Regions from separate parts of the Mus musculus genome. Here all the other regions are linked to region 3. The links are chromatin contacts, called in public Hi-C and Micro-C maps. All regions are on one chromosome and are shown on one strand. The core of a region is the stretch at or near the end of the contact, and the rest is flanking DNA. Distances in the headings are between cores, read along the strand shown. Region 1 has its middle 43 kb from the start of 4930565D16Rik. Region 2 has its middle 30 kb from the start of 4930565D16Rik. Region 3 overlaps Arfip1 (ADP-ribosylation factor interacting protein 1).

Evidence for each region. A called contact is a pair of places that touch in the nucleus more often than the background predicts.
Region 1: a Hi-C map of the G1E-ER4 cell line shows a contact between it and region 3, with 4 times the contacts expected there. The contact joins two enhancer-like sites. A contact is called at or near these places in 1 of 39 promoter capture datasets (hippocampal neurons), 7 of 15 datasets of contacts at CTCF or cohesin (CD8 T cells, the G1E-ER4 cell line, the NIH/3T3 cell line and 3 more), 165 of 484 Hi-C or Micro-C datasets (the 63-12 cell line, the AML12 cell line, the AtT-20 cell line and 99 more), 47 of 115 datasets of contacts at active chromatin or transcription factors (the 230-238 cell line, CD8 T cells, the HPC-7 cell line and 31 more) and 2 of 9 other capture datasets (embryonic stem cells and embryonic tail).
Region 2: a contact with region 3 is called in a Micro-C map of the G1E-ER4 cell line, with 2.4 times the contacts expected there. The contact joins two enhancer-like sites. A contact is called at or near these places in 3 of 484 Hi-C or Micro-C datasets (the G1E-ER4 cell line and palatal mesenchyme) and 1 of 115 datasets of contacts at active chromatin or transcription factors (bone marrow-derived dendritic cells).

Annotation. Positions count from the first base shown.
Region 1 is chr3:84,334,726-84,339,106 of GRCm38.p6, forward strand. No RefSeq gene overlaps it. Among named protein-coding and RNA genes, the nearest start is that of 4930565D16Rik, 43 kb to the right of the region's middle. Within about 2 kb of position 3,031, at least 79 of the 459 cell types and tissues checked have an H3K27ac peak or open chromatin away from gene starts, as enhancers often do. A contact at or near this core is called in the G1E-ER4 cell line, where this site is marked.
Region 2 is chr3:84,407,737-84,411,787 of GRCm38.p6, forward strand. No RefSeq gene overlaps it. Among named protein-coding and RNA genes, the nearest start is that of 4930565D16Rik, 30 kb to the left of the region's middle. Within about 2 kb of position 2,250, at least 20 of the 459 cell types and tissues checked have an H3K27ac peak or open chromatin away from gene starts, as enhancers often do. A contact at or near this core is called in the G1E-ER4 cell line, where this site is marked.
Region 3 is chr3:84,538,543-84,542,304 of GRCm38.p6, forward strand. All of the region lies in intron 2 of Arfip1 (ADP-ribosylation factor interacting protein 1), which reads right to left. Among named protein-coding and RNA genes, the nearest start is that of Gm35410, 42 kb to the right of the region's middle. Within about 2 kb of position 2,304, at least 2 of the 459 cell types and tissues checked have an H3K27ac peak or open chromatin away from gene starts, as enhancers often do. A contact at or near this core is called in the G1E-ER4 cell line, where this site is marked.

The DNA of each region.
Region 1 (4,381 bases), core at 1,781-4,280, 200 kb before region 3:
GCAAGGCCAAGGTTACGGACTCGCAGAAACCCCTCCACAAACATCCCTGCTCTCCCTGCTCTATGGCCCAGGGATCCTCCACAGTCGCTGCTGAGCTCTGCACCATGAAGGAGGTAACCGGTCTCCAGGGCTTCATGAAATGTACGTGCGGGCACAGTGCGCTCATCATTCATGCGTGTCGCCCAAAAGGTGGTGGCCCGCAACTGAAGCCTTTCCGAGACAAGTCCGGCGTGACTGGTTTTCTGTAACCTAGGCTCCTCCCAACGATCATAACTCCATGCTCAGTTGCCACAAGTCATCCACTTTCCCATCCGTTCTAGATCTCGCTAGAAATTTACATCGCACTCAGCGCCCTCTAGTTTATTAAGCGAATTTCCCCCCTCTTTTGAAAATTAAAACAAAGTGCCCCGCCCCAATAAAAAGCTGATCCAGGAAAAGCGTCTAGTATATACAGGAGTCCTTAAAATCAGTAAACATGGCAACAACCCAATAGGAAAAGAAAAAAAACTTGACAAAGACATAATTAATGGATTCAGAAAAGAGGATCCCTGAAAACCCCCTAGTGAGATGTCTCATTTGGAAGCAGTGACATGCAAATTTAAATCACGGTGGTGGTGGTGGGGGGGGGGGGGGTTCTCACTGTGTAGATTAGGAGACACTTGGATTCTAAGCCCTGTGAGGCTGTGGGGGAGAGCAACTTTCACATCCTGCTATACAGGCAGAGCTGCGATCTGGTTGACCCACAGGTTAAAGCTGTAAAGCTGCACTAGGCTGGAAATGGCAAATCCACCCTCAGTGAGCCGTGGGTGTGAGTGCATACCCCTGTGTAAAGACAGGGCAAACGACACAAACGCTCTCCAGCAAAGAAGGTGAACAAGTCGCAATCCGCTCGTACTGTTTTGCAATGAAAATAAATGGCCAGGAGAGAGGTTTCTAAATCCTGGTGTTACACTGTTGGCTAATATCCATCTCATCAGAACTGCAGTTGTTTTAGAATTTAGGACTAAATCTACATTTATTTGTTTATTTGTTTGTTCATTTATTTATTTATCTATTTTCGGTTTTTGTTTTTTACATCTCCTGTAGTAGTTAGTCCAGGCTGGCCTCCAACACACACACACACACACACACACACACACACACACACACCCTCTGTAGAGCAGGGGGGCTCAGGAAGCCAAGTCCATCTCTCCTGGAAAGGCTGGGGTCTTTAGGATCTTCAAGGAGGTCCTCCTCCTCTAGATTAGGGTTGGTCCTTTAGAACAAAAGCAGGGGAGATGAACCATCCACAGCTTTTGTAAACAAGTCCACAGGCAGGGGGCTGGAGAGGAGAGCCCACCAGTCCTTTGTTTTAAGCCTTCAGGCTTTTTTGTCTCAGGTCAGGAGCATGAGGAAGAAGCCAGCCATCTTGGAAGTTCACCACCTTTATTTCCTAGTCATGGCCCTTCTTCTTATCTGTCTACCTATCAGGAAACATAACTTCTAGTCCCTCAGGGAGACAGTGAACTTCCTATCCTCCTGCCTCTGCCTCCCGAGTTCTGGGATTACAAGCATGCACTGTGAAAAAGCCCAGTTTGTGCAATGCTGGAAGACTGACCCAAGGGCTCTGTGAGTCTAGGAAAGCGCTCTACCAGCTGAGCCGCATCTCCAGCCCTGGTCATTTCCCTTAGGCTGTGAGATGGTAATACACGTGTAAGCACTCCATATATTCCTTGAACTGGAACTTTGCAGATCTGTGGGCCTTCTTGATTAGATATTATGCTCCAATAATACGGCCAGGGTGTGAGAAGCTCAGCAGTCCAATGCTTGCCAAGCTTGCTTGCACAAGGCCCCGGGCTCCACCCCTTGCGCTAAGGAACTGGAAAGATGACTGGAAGGCAGGGGCTGAGTACCTAGCGCACAGTGCCAGCTTGTCCTCCGGAAGCGGAGGCCAGGGCCGATCGTTTGTGCTCTCGAGTTAGGAAGCATTCTGAGCAATAAAAAGAGACTCCCTCATCTCAAAAAAAGCAAGAACAAAACATTCCACAGCTACAAAAAAAATAAAATAAAATAAAATAAAATAAAATAAATGCACATGATCCTTGTGCGTCAGCAGAGAGCACTTTCTCAGTCTCGGAGACACAAGGTTAAGAAGACAGCAGCAGATGTTTCTGAGGGTCACATAGCATCGTGCCGTTTACATAAAGTTTTAGAGGTCACCATCTGTATGACATGGTACTTATGGATCCTGTGGATGTGAATATATATGTCTGTGCGGGTAAGGAGGAAATGCAGAGGGAAGCAGATCATACTTGGGGGCCTCTGCTTAGTAAGGCAGGTAGGCAGTATGCCACTAAACCATTGTCTATGGTCTCTATGCAGTAACATATATAAACACACACAAACATATACATACATTGTTTGTTTGGTTTTGGTTTTTTTGTTTTGTTTTGTTTTGTTTTGTTTTTTTTTTTTGAGACAAAGTTTCATTGTCTAGCCCTGGTTGTCCAGGCTGGCCTTGAACTCACAGAGATCTGCCTGCCTCTGCCTCTCCGGTATTGAAACTAAAGGCATGAGCCATCACTGTCCGGCTTGTACTAACATATTTTAGTATAATTTTGTTTGTTTGTTTGTTTGTTTAAAAAAATCAGGACATGTTACATCTCTTTGCATCCTTCTGGTTCCTCTTTCTCCAGGACTCTCACCGGTAACCTTCAAAGCAGAGAGTCCTGTTTTTCTCAGACTTGGTGCTAAGGAGCATACATAACATCTGGGGTCCCATTTCCTGAACATAAACTCCAGCTTTGCCATTGGCTGTGTGACCTGGGCAAGTGACTCAATCTCTCTGTGTTTCAGTTCACCCGTATGTAAGGTGAGGGTTCTATAGCAAGACTGAGCTAAGGAAGTGGCTGCTGAGGTCCATGACGTGTTGCTGCCAGAACCAGTCCGTGTGACGACCTTCCAGAGCATACATCCAGACTGTTGGGAAAGGTGGGTGAATGCTGAGTCCCCCGCTAGCTTTACTCTCTGCTCTGCTCACCTACAGGAGGCCCAGGAAGCCGGGGATATAGGCAGGGCTCCTCCTTCCTCTTCCGCCTCTGTCTCTTCCCACAGCCCCACCCACTTCAGCTGCCCCGGGTTTTGTTTTTCTCCAGCGGGGGGGGGGGGGGGGGGGGGGAAATGGGTGCGGCCTGGCTCCTTTGCCTTTTGCCTCTGCCGAGATGTGCTGCGCTTTCTTTCCATTTTTGAGACAGTTGCCTGAATTAGAGTTACATTGCCATCCGGGTCCTTCGCTTTGCTTGGGAATTTTAAAAATCTGGTCTTATCCAGGCTTCATCCTCACAGGACTAAGTGACAGCCTTGGGGGTGACACAAGTCTGGTAGCCCTAGCACCTGCAACATAGGGCCACCACAGGGAGAGAGCCTCAAATCTATGTACTTTGGGCCTCCTGTCATAGACACAGAGGCCCTGAAATGACCTGGGCTCTGCTTACTAATCAGACAAAGATCTTCCGGAAGTGGACCCCATCACCTGAGAGACCCAAAGATGACCTATGGACTCAAAGGACCCCGCTCTGGTTATTTGGGCAGGAGGAACGATCCGATGATTAGGCAGGTGATCCCATGCCTTCTGTTACAATGTCCTTCTATTCTGGGTCCCTCCTTCCCGCATTAAATCACAGTCTTTGCAAGGGTATCTGTCCGTGGAGGCTCTGTGGAGAAGTCACTTTATGAAGTTAAATTATTCATCAGAAATCCCTTGAGAAGACTGGTCCTTGCGGCTAGGACAGGCTGACTTTCACCTGAGCCGTGGCTCCCACCTCCTAAGGACAGGTCCTGCAAATCCTTCTTGAGGTCTGGGGAGCCATGCGTGCCGGAGGAGCAGAGCTGGAGAGCCGCTGGCTGGTGCCCCCATTAACATGGCTGTTCTGCCTCCTGAGGTGTGTGGATCCTTGTGCTTTTCCATTCGTGTGTGTGTGTGTGTGTGTGTGTGTGTGTGTGTGTAACGCTTATCTGTTTTGTTTGCTGTCATTTTTAATAAAAAATTAATTTCACAGGTTTAAGTACAGGCTTGCTGCTACAATGTCCTTCTATTCTGGGTCCCTCCTTCCCATGTTAAGTCACAGTAAGGGTGTCTGTCCATGGAGGCTCCGTGGAAAAAAAAGTCAAAACTAGCCAGGTGTGCTAGCTAGATTCACATCAGTTTGACACAGCTGGGGTCATCTGAGGGAACCTCAATTGAGAAACCAGGACCAGGCTGTAGGCAAGCCTGTGGAGCAGTTTCTTTTTAAGGAGTAGTGGGGGAGGGTCCAGCCCACCGTGGGTGGTGCCATCCCTAGGCAGGTGGTCCTGGGTTCTATAAGTAATCAGGCTGAGCAAGCCATGGGGAGGAAGCCAGCAA
Region 2 (4,051 bases), core at 1,000-3,499, 130 kb before region 3:
CAGAGATAGACCATACCAGCCTGCCCCATGTCAGTACAGAGGGTCTGGCAGGGCTCCACAGACAACACTGGGGACATGCATACCCAGGGTGGCTCAGTGGCTCATCATGGGCCTGTTCTTTAGCCTCTGAGGAAAGAAACATGAGACTAGAAACTTCTGTCTCTCGCTGCTGTGGGGCAGGGCGGGGGGGGGGGGTGCGAAATAACCTCTGTTCTTGGGTGAGGCAGCTTAAGGTTATGGGTGCCTGGTCCCCCAACTCCTTCTCAGACAACCAGAGACCAGAAGAAAGGCTAAGGGAAACATCTAAGGAAGCCAGTGTGCAAAGAAATGGTAGTTCACCTTGCAAGAAGGGAGAAAGAGACTCGGGGTGGAGCCATCGACGGTTTCTGTTGAGTTTTTCATTGGAGCAGACCTGAAGGCTGTGTTTTGCCTAGGATGGTGTGAGCCTTGTGTGTAAAAAACCACACTTCACTTCCTTGGGCCACTGGTGGGTGTCTGAGACAGACAATAGCTAACTGGATTATCTCAAGCTTACCTTTTAGCTCTTGTTAGCTTTGGGCCAGTGGCTGGTTATATTTACTCCAGCCGTTAGCTCTGTGGCCAGTTGAGGGCCGCAGGAGGCTCTTCTGGTTCATCTTTAACTACGGGGGGTGGGGGGGGGGTGGGTGGGAGCAGGCAGTTTCGGGATTGTTTGCTAAAATGTTAGTGCTTGAAAGCTTGAAGCTGCTTCTTCTAATTTCCTAGCTCCTCGCCCAACTTGTGAAGAACATTTCGGTTCTATGGCAGGGCTAGGGCAGCAAGAAGCATTGATGAACTGCAAGGTGGTTTTGAGCAGCCAGGAATTCCCAGGTACCCAAGGGCCCAACTCCTATTAACTGCCCTGCCGTATCTTGGTCTCCTCCCTCACCACACATACAGGCACACACACACACACACACACACACACACACTCATGTGCACACATGCATGCACACACATGCATATACAAATACATATACCAGCTCTCTCTCTCTCTCCCTCTCTCTCTCTCTGACCCACCTTTCCTCTGGGCTTTTATGCTCCCATGAAGGTTAGACACTTGACTGAATTTGGAAGCTCATCTTAGTGCTCTGCCCAGCCGAGCTGTCTTCACTCTCTTTCTAAAGCCAGGCCTTGCCCCAGCAGCCCAGCCCAGTGCAGAGAGTGCAGAAAGCTGCTAGCTTCCTGTCCCTCATCCCACTGACAGGCCTGGGCCTCGCCCTTCCCTGCTCAGGACTCTCTCGCTTTAGTCCTTTGTCCTGTGGGCTCTCACTATTCACATGTTGTTTTCCATAACTGACATTGTGGGTGGCTCCAGTGCCCTAAGAAAAACAAACAAGCCGAAATCTTCCACATTTTTTCCCATTGTGGACATGTTGTCCCCCAAGGGATGGACGAACTCCGAGAATCGTTTTCTTTAAGATAATTACCTCTTTAAGAAATTGTGCCTGACTTCGCAATGCCCAGGGAGTTGTTTACTTTGTGCTAGGGGCCACACCCACTGCTTCATTAGCCAGTCACCCCAATTTCTGGAGTCCAGGGGCCCCTGGTCTCCCTGCACAGGGCAAGTATGTCACTGCTCCGAGTGTGAGGCATGAGGCTGGGTGGGAGAGTCCCCGGATGTGAAACCCACCACTCCACCCACCCAGGTGTGGGAGGCTCGGGTGGGAAACAATGTCCTCTTTCAGGCCCGCAGGTGTTCATTGCGACAGTCAGGAGAGGCAAGCCAAGCTGCTAGAGGCCCTTCTAGAAAAGAAGGAAATGCATTTCCAGAGGGAAGGAGTGTGGTACACTGGCCCAGCTCTCTCTCCACCTCAGGGCCGAGGGCCCATGGGCATACTCCGACTTAACAGGCCTGCTCATAAAACATGAAAATCCTTTGTTCCTGAGTGGCAGAGAGCAGCTGTCTTGAGCCATCCCACCATGCCAGCCATCTGAGTTGCTCTGCCAGGTCCCTGGAGCATCTCATAGCTTCATACACATATTTGCTCTTCCTGGAGGGTGGAGCAGCCAGTTCTAACTATTAAATTGTTTTAATGCCACCTGCTTCATAAAACTTTCCCATCCACCATCCAAATAGGAATTAATTGCCCCGCTGGAGAAGCCAGATCACCTGGGCTTGCATTCACCAGCCCTTCCGGAGTATTTCCATACAATGTGGCTATTATACATAGGACAGTCTCACCCTTCATAGAGCGACTGTCCATCCCCAGGGCTTGCGTACCATTCACCCAGGGTTCTCCAGTGCCTCACATAGATGAAATAGCATGCAAGTGTCAGCAGCAGAGCTGTGTGTGAGGTGTTGGCCTGGAGGCAGGAAGACCCACTGAGAACCAAGCAAGGAGAAGGGCATGTCTGTGTGCCCGAGGAGGAGGCAGTCAGGCATTTGGCCTCTCTGCTGCTCTGAATTCTGGGAATGAAGACAGCCTGGGTGAAGGAGGGAAGCCACAGAAGAGGACTGTCCAGAATTGGAGCAGGCAGAGGGGAGCCACAGCCTCTACACACACCATGGCTGCACATTTTAGCTTGTAGCTTGTACTCAATGAAACTCTGAAGTGACTCTGCGGAGTTAGTTGTCTGTGAGGTGATGGGCAGGAGAGACTCCAAGAGGGCCTGCCTCTTGCTTAGTTTCTGCACCTCAAATGAATAAAGAGCACCGGCCTGGTTCCTGCACCGTGGAACCAAGGGACCAGGAACACCAAGCATCATGCAAGAAGCAGATGGAAACCAGCCTGCAGGGCTGCCTGGGTCCTGCCAAGGTGGATGTGGGCCTGGGTGGAGCACTGAGGGGATGCTGGAGACAAGCAAGGAATCTAGGTGGAGACCTACCTTCTTCTGCTCGGGAAGCAAACACAAATTGAAAGGCCTTGGAAGAGGCCCGCATGAAAGACTAAACAGTTTCTGCCATGAGCTTCACACTGGCTGAGCCTTTGAAGCCACTACTCAGAGGCAGGAGTATGTGGCTCCCTGAAGCTGCACTAACAAAGTCCATCCCCTCACTGTTATGGGTCAGCTAGGAAATGTCCACTGCAGGCTAGCGTCTGGGACACTCGGTCCTAGCTAGTGCAACTTAGAAGGACAGGGGCCCTGGCTGAGAGAAGCCAGTCAGTGGGTAATATGGGTGCTTTCTCTGCTTACACACACACTCACATGCACACACACTTATACACATACACACACTCACATGCTTACACACTTACACACACTCACATGCACACATAGTCACATACACACTTATACACATGCACACATACACACACTCACACGTACTCACATGTTTACACACTTACACACACTCACACACACACTTATACACATGCACACACTCACACACACTCACATACACACACACTTATACACATGTACACACTCACTCACATACACAAACTTATACACATGCACACACTCACACACACTCACACACACTTATACACATGCACACACTCACACACACATACACACACTTATACACATGCACACACTCACACACACTCACATGCACACACTTATACACATGCGCACACACACACACTTATACACATGCACACACTCACACACACATTCACACATAAACACACACACACACACACACGCTACTGCTTCAGGTTTTCCATGAAAACCTTTACACCACAAACTCACTTTGCTAGACATAAAGAATCCATTGGGCTCACAGTGAGGGTCTACTGTCTTAGTCATTGCTGTGAAGAGACATCATGACCACGGCAGCTCTTACAAAGGAAAGCATTTAATTGGGGCTGGCTTACATTTCAGAGGGTTAGTCCATTATCCGTGGCAGAAGTATGGCAGCATGCAGGCAGACACGGTATTAGAGAGGAGCTGAGAGTCCTGCATCTAGATGGGCAGGCAGCAAGAAGACAGAGAGAGCCACCGGGCCTGGCTTGAGTTGCTGAAACCTCAAAACCCACCCTCAGTGACAGATTTCCTCCAACAAGATTGTGGCTCCTAGCAGTGCCACTCCCTACTGGGGCCATCTTCATTCAAACCAACACATCCATCATGGTGGGAAGTCCTG
Region 3 (3,762 bases), core at 1,054-3,553:
TTAATTTAACATCCTTACTTAATCTGATCAAGTCATCCTGCTTTAACCACTTCATTTCCAGTCTCCCTATTTTTTTCAAGGATGTTAGGCATGTACCTTTCAGTGAAGATAAGCTCTCCTAAGGAAAAATATAAACACAGTCGAATGCCGCTAACCCTTAATCTGCACTATCACCTTGATAGGATTTAGAGTTAGGGTAGAAATAAACCTCTGGGCACGTCTTCCAGGGAGTCATTCCAGCTAATACTAGTGGTCACTTCATGAGCTAGGGTCTTACTCTGTATAGAACATGGAGTGAGCTGACCTGCCTCGAGAGTCGCTGCCATGACTTCTCCGTGCTGATGGACTGGACTCTCAAACTGTGAGCCAGAATAACCACCAGCTTGCTTTTGTCGGGTACGTCATCACAGGAGGAAGAAAGCACCCAATATGAGTAGTCTACAAATTATATACAGGAATCCTGGGACTGCTGAAAGACCACTAGACACTTGAATTGTTTTCGTAAAGAGAGCACTGTGTAAATTCTTAAAAAGAAGTAGCAGAGTGGAGCGCTGGGTGTGAGGTGAAGTAGGAAAGGTCTAAACAGAAATGGAAGAGATCTCTGACTGTGGACACTTTTAAGTGATACGATACCATCAGTAATAAAATTGATGGCCTCATGGTGGCCAGGGTTCCTTGACTCAGAAAGCAGCAATCCTTCAAGAAGCAGAGCTCTTGCCATTATGGAAAAAAAAAAAAAAAAGGTGCAACATCTGAATGAAGTGGTGCAAATTTCTAACTAGAGATTAGCAGTTTGATGGTACAAAGTAATTCAATGTATGAGATGGTAATTTATGAGATAATATTCAGGAGTCTGGGTGTGTCCACTTGTCTATTTTGGAGGCTGTTATATTCCCTATGTAATACAATATATACTCACAGTGTATAAAATTTTCAAATGTGCCTTCCTTGTATAATGTTAGTTTTCAGTTTTTGTGTGTGCAGTTATAAGGTACTACATAGCTTAATAACTCATTGAATATATGCTACTGTATTTAGTCCTACATTTTACAAGGTATACTTTAGAAATAATTAGTTTGTTCATAATGAAAACCAAATCCCCACTTCATTTTTTTGATGTTACTGATATTCAATTCAAACTTAAAATGGCTTAAGTCTCAACTCTACTGAAGTATTTAATACATTTAAAAGTCATTTTCAGTTAGCCTATAAGAAAATATGATGCCTTAAAAACTTCAAGTAAGTGTCATATGCATTTTTAGTATTTTAAATGATACAAAATTAGACTCGTAGATTTTATAAAGTTATGAAAGAGTACTCATTCAAACCTTGGGAATTTCTCTTTGCTTTGCACATTTTGAGCACTCGGGAGGCAGAGGCAGGTGGATTTCTGAGTTCGAGGCCAGCCTGGTCTACAAAGTGAGTTCCAGGACAGCCAGGACTATACAGAGAAACCCTGTCTTGAAAAACAAAACAAAACAAAACAAAACAAAGAATGCAAAAGTTTCAGAGTTTGTGTGAGTGTCTGAGTGTGTGTCAGGATACCTCTGGAGGCCAGGAGACCCCTGGGATCCCTTGGAGCTAGAGATACAGCTGTGAGCTACTGACATGGGTGCTGTGAACTCAAGTTCTAACTACAGAGCAGCAAGAGCTCTTAACTGCTGAGCCATTTCGATCCCAAAATGAAAATTTAAAACTCACAATTTAAAACTTGGCATAACAATCTACTTCTGAATAAGAATGTGTTGTTCTACAAAGTAGTCAATAATGTTTTAAGACTTAGTGACGTGCAGGACACTGAAACACATGAGAAGAATTGCAGAAGAACTAACTGTCCCTTCTTACTCTGGGCTATAAGGAAGAGTATTAGTAAAGAAAGAAATCTCATTCAAGAATCCTTCAAGATTTTACAATCTACAGCAGCTCCTACTCTCATCTGCATACACCACGTTGTTTTCCACCTGTCTATCTTAGATAATCTGGTGTCATCAATGGTTCTATTTTCTCTACCAGAGTCTAGGTCTTACCTCTCTTCTCTTGGTGACTATCCTTGTTTTCTTTGTCTCTTGTCCTGCCAGCCCTGCAATGGAATCTTTACACTGTAGTGAGAAACAACTTTCTTTGCCCTCCTTCCCTCCACCCCCCCCCCTTTTTCCCACAGGGTCTGGCTACAGAAGTTGCTAAGAAGGCCAGGCTCCCTTCTAACTCACAATCCTTCTGCCTCCACAGTGTGAGGACTTAATGTGTGTGCCACCATGTTCAGCTCAGATACAACCTTCTAAAATGGGAATGTGGTTGAGACAGATAACCATTTTTATACCATTTTGTGGCTGCACTGCCTGTAAAATAAGCTAGTACTTTAACATGACTTTTTTTTACAGGGTCTACTTATCTTTCTAGTGTCATTTCTCATCATACACTTTAGGCCCACACCTCCAACACTCATATTCATTCATTCATTCATTCACATTCTCTCTCTCTTTCTCTCTCTCTGTCTCTCACTCACGTGCGCTCGCGCGAGTGCACACACACACACACACACTTTGGCAGGTGAACTGTAAATAATATGGTCTTTATACCTCCTTTAGATTCTTTACTGGTACTCTTTGAGGGGGACAGTCTTCATCCTTCTTCATCTGTCTAGCTCTTAGTTTGATCAGTAATTCCTCAGGCAATTATGTCCTCCACATACCAGCATGCTTTATTTGACCAAGTCTATCATTTTCCACATGTCATTTAAAAACAACAAAGACTGCTTATACACAAAAGCAAACAACAGCCCAAGCAGCACAAGTAAGGATAAAAATGTAGTCAATCTAAACGTGGAGTACCTCTCCCCTACCTCCAGGTTCTAGGCCAGCTCTCACAAAACAATGTGCTCATTCACAAAACATTTATGAAATGAAAGCCTCTATTACACACCAAACAGTTTTGCCAGGCATGAAAATAAGGAAATGAATGAAAATTCCTGCCCCTCACTGAAATTACAGCCATGTCACACAGGCTTCAGGAATAGCTTACACAATCCTAGGAGCTATGTCTGAGCTTCCAGGCTCCTCTGCCTGTCGTAAAATAAAGTAGTGAGAGACAAAGGTCTCTAACATGTTCCTACTCAAACAGTGCTTTGTAATTAAGTCCTAATGATCCTGGATTATAACTCCCTAAAGTTAATAGGAAGTTTTGATAGTTTGCTATATGTATGCAATTTCTAAGGAGTTCAGAGCTGGGAAACACCTAATCTATGTACTTTTGTTCTGGACATTCCACAGGAAAAGTTCCATTTCCACAATATCTAATGAAGTAATTTCCCTAACCTGACAATCACAGCTAAACTAACAAGAAGACACAACCATGTGTAACTTGTGCTTGCTTCTCTTTAACTCAAGCTACAACTTGCCAACATCTAGTTACTATTTAAGAAACGAGACAACAACATCCATCACATTTCATTTTGCTTTCTATTTCTGTTGTTTTGGGGACAGTCTCATGTTGTCCAGTCAGCCTTGAACTTACTGTGTAGCTGAGAATGACCCTGAGCCTCTGGCCTCTGGCCCATAAGCAAAGGACTGGCAGATTTATACCACTTTACCCAATTGCTCTTTAGTAATTGTTAATAGCATCCATTGTAAATCACATACAGCTCAAAACTAGAGAGTAACTTTATATCTGTGAAGATTAAACTTTAAAGAACAAAAATTGTTTTACTTAGAAAATAACAGCATCTTTGCTGAGGATGGTGGAGGCCCGTGATAGCAAGCTCCC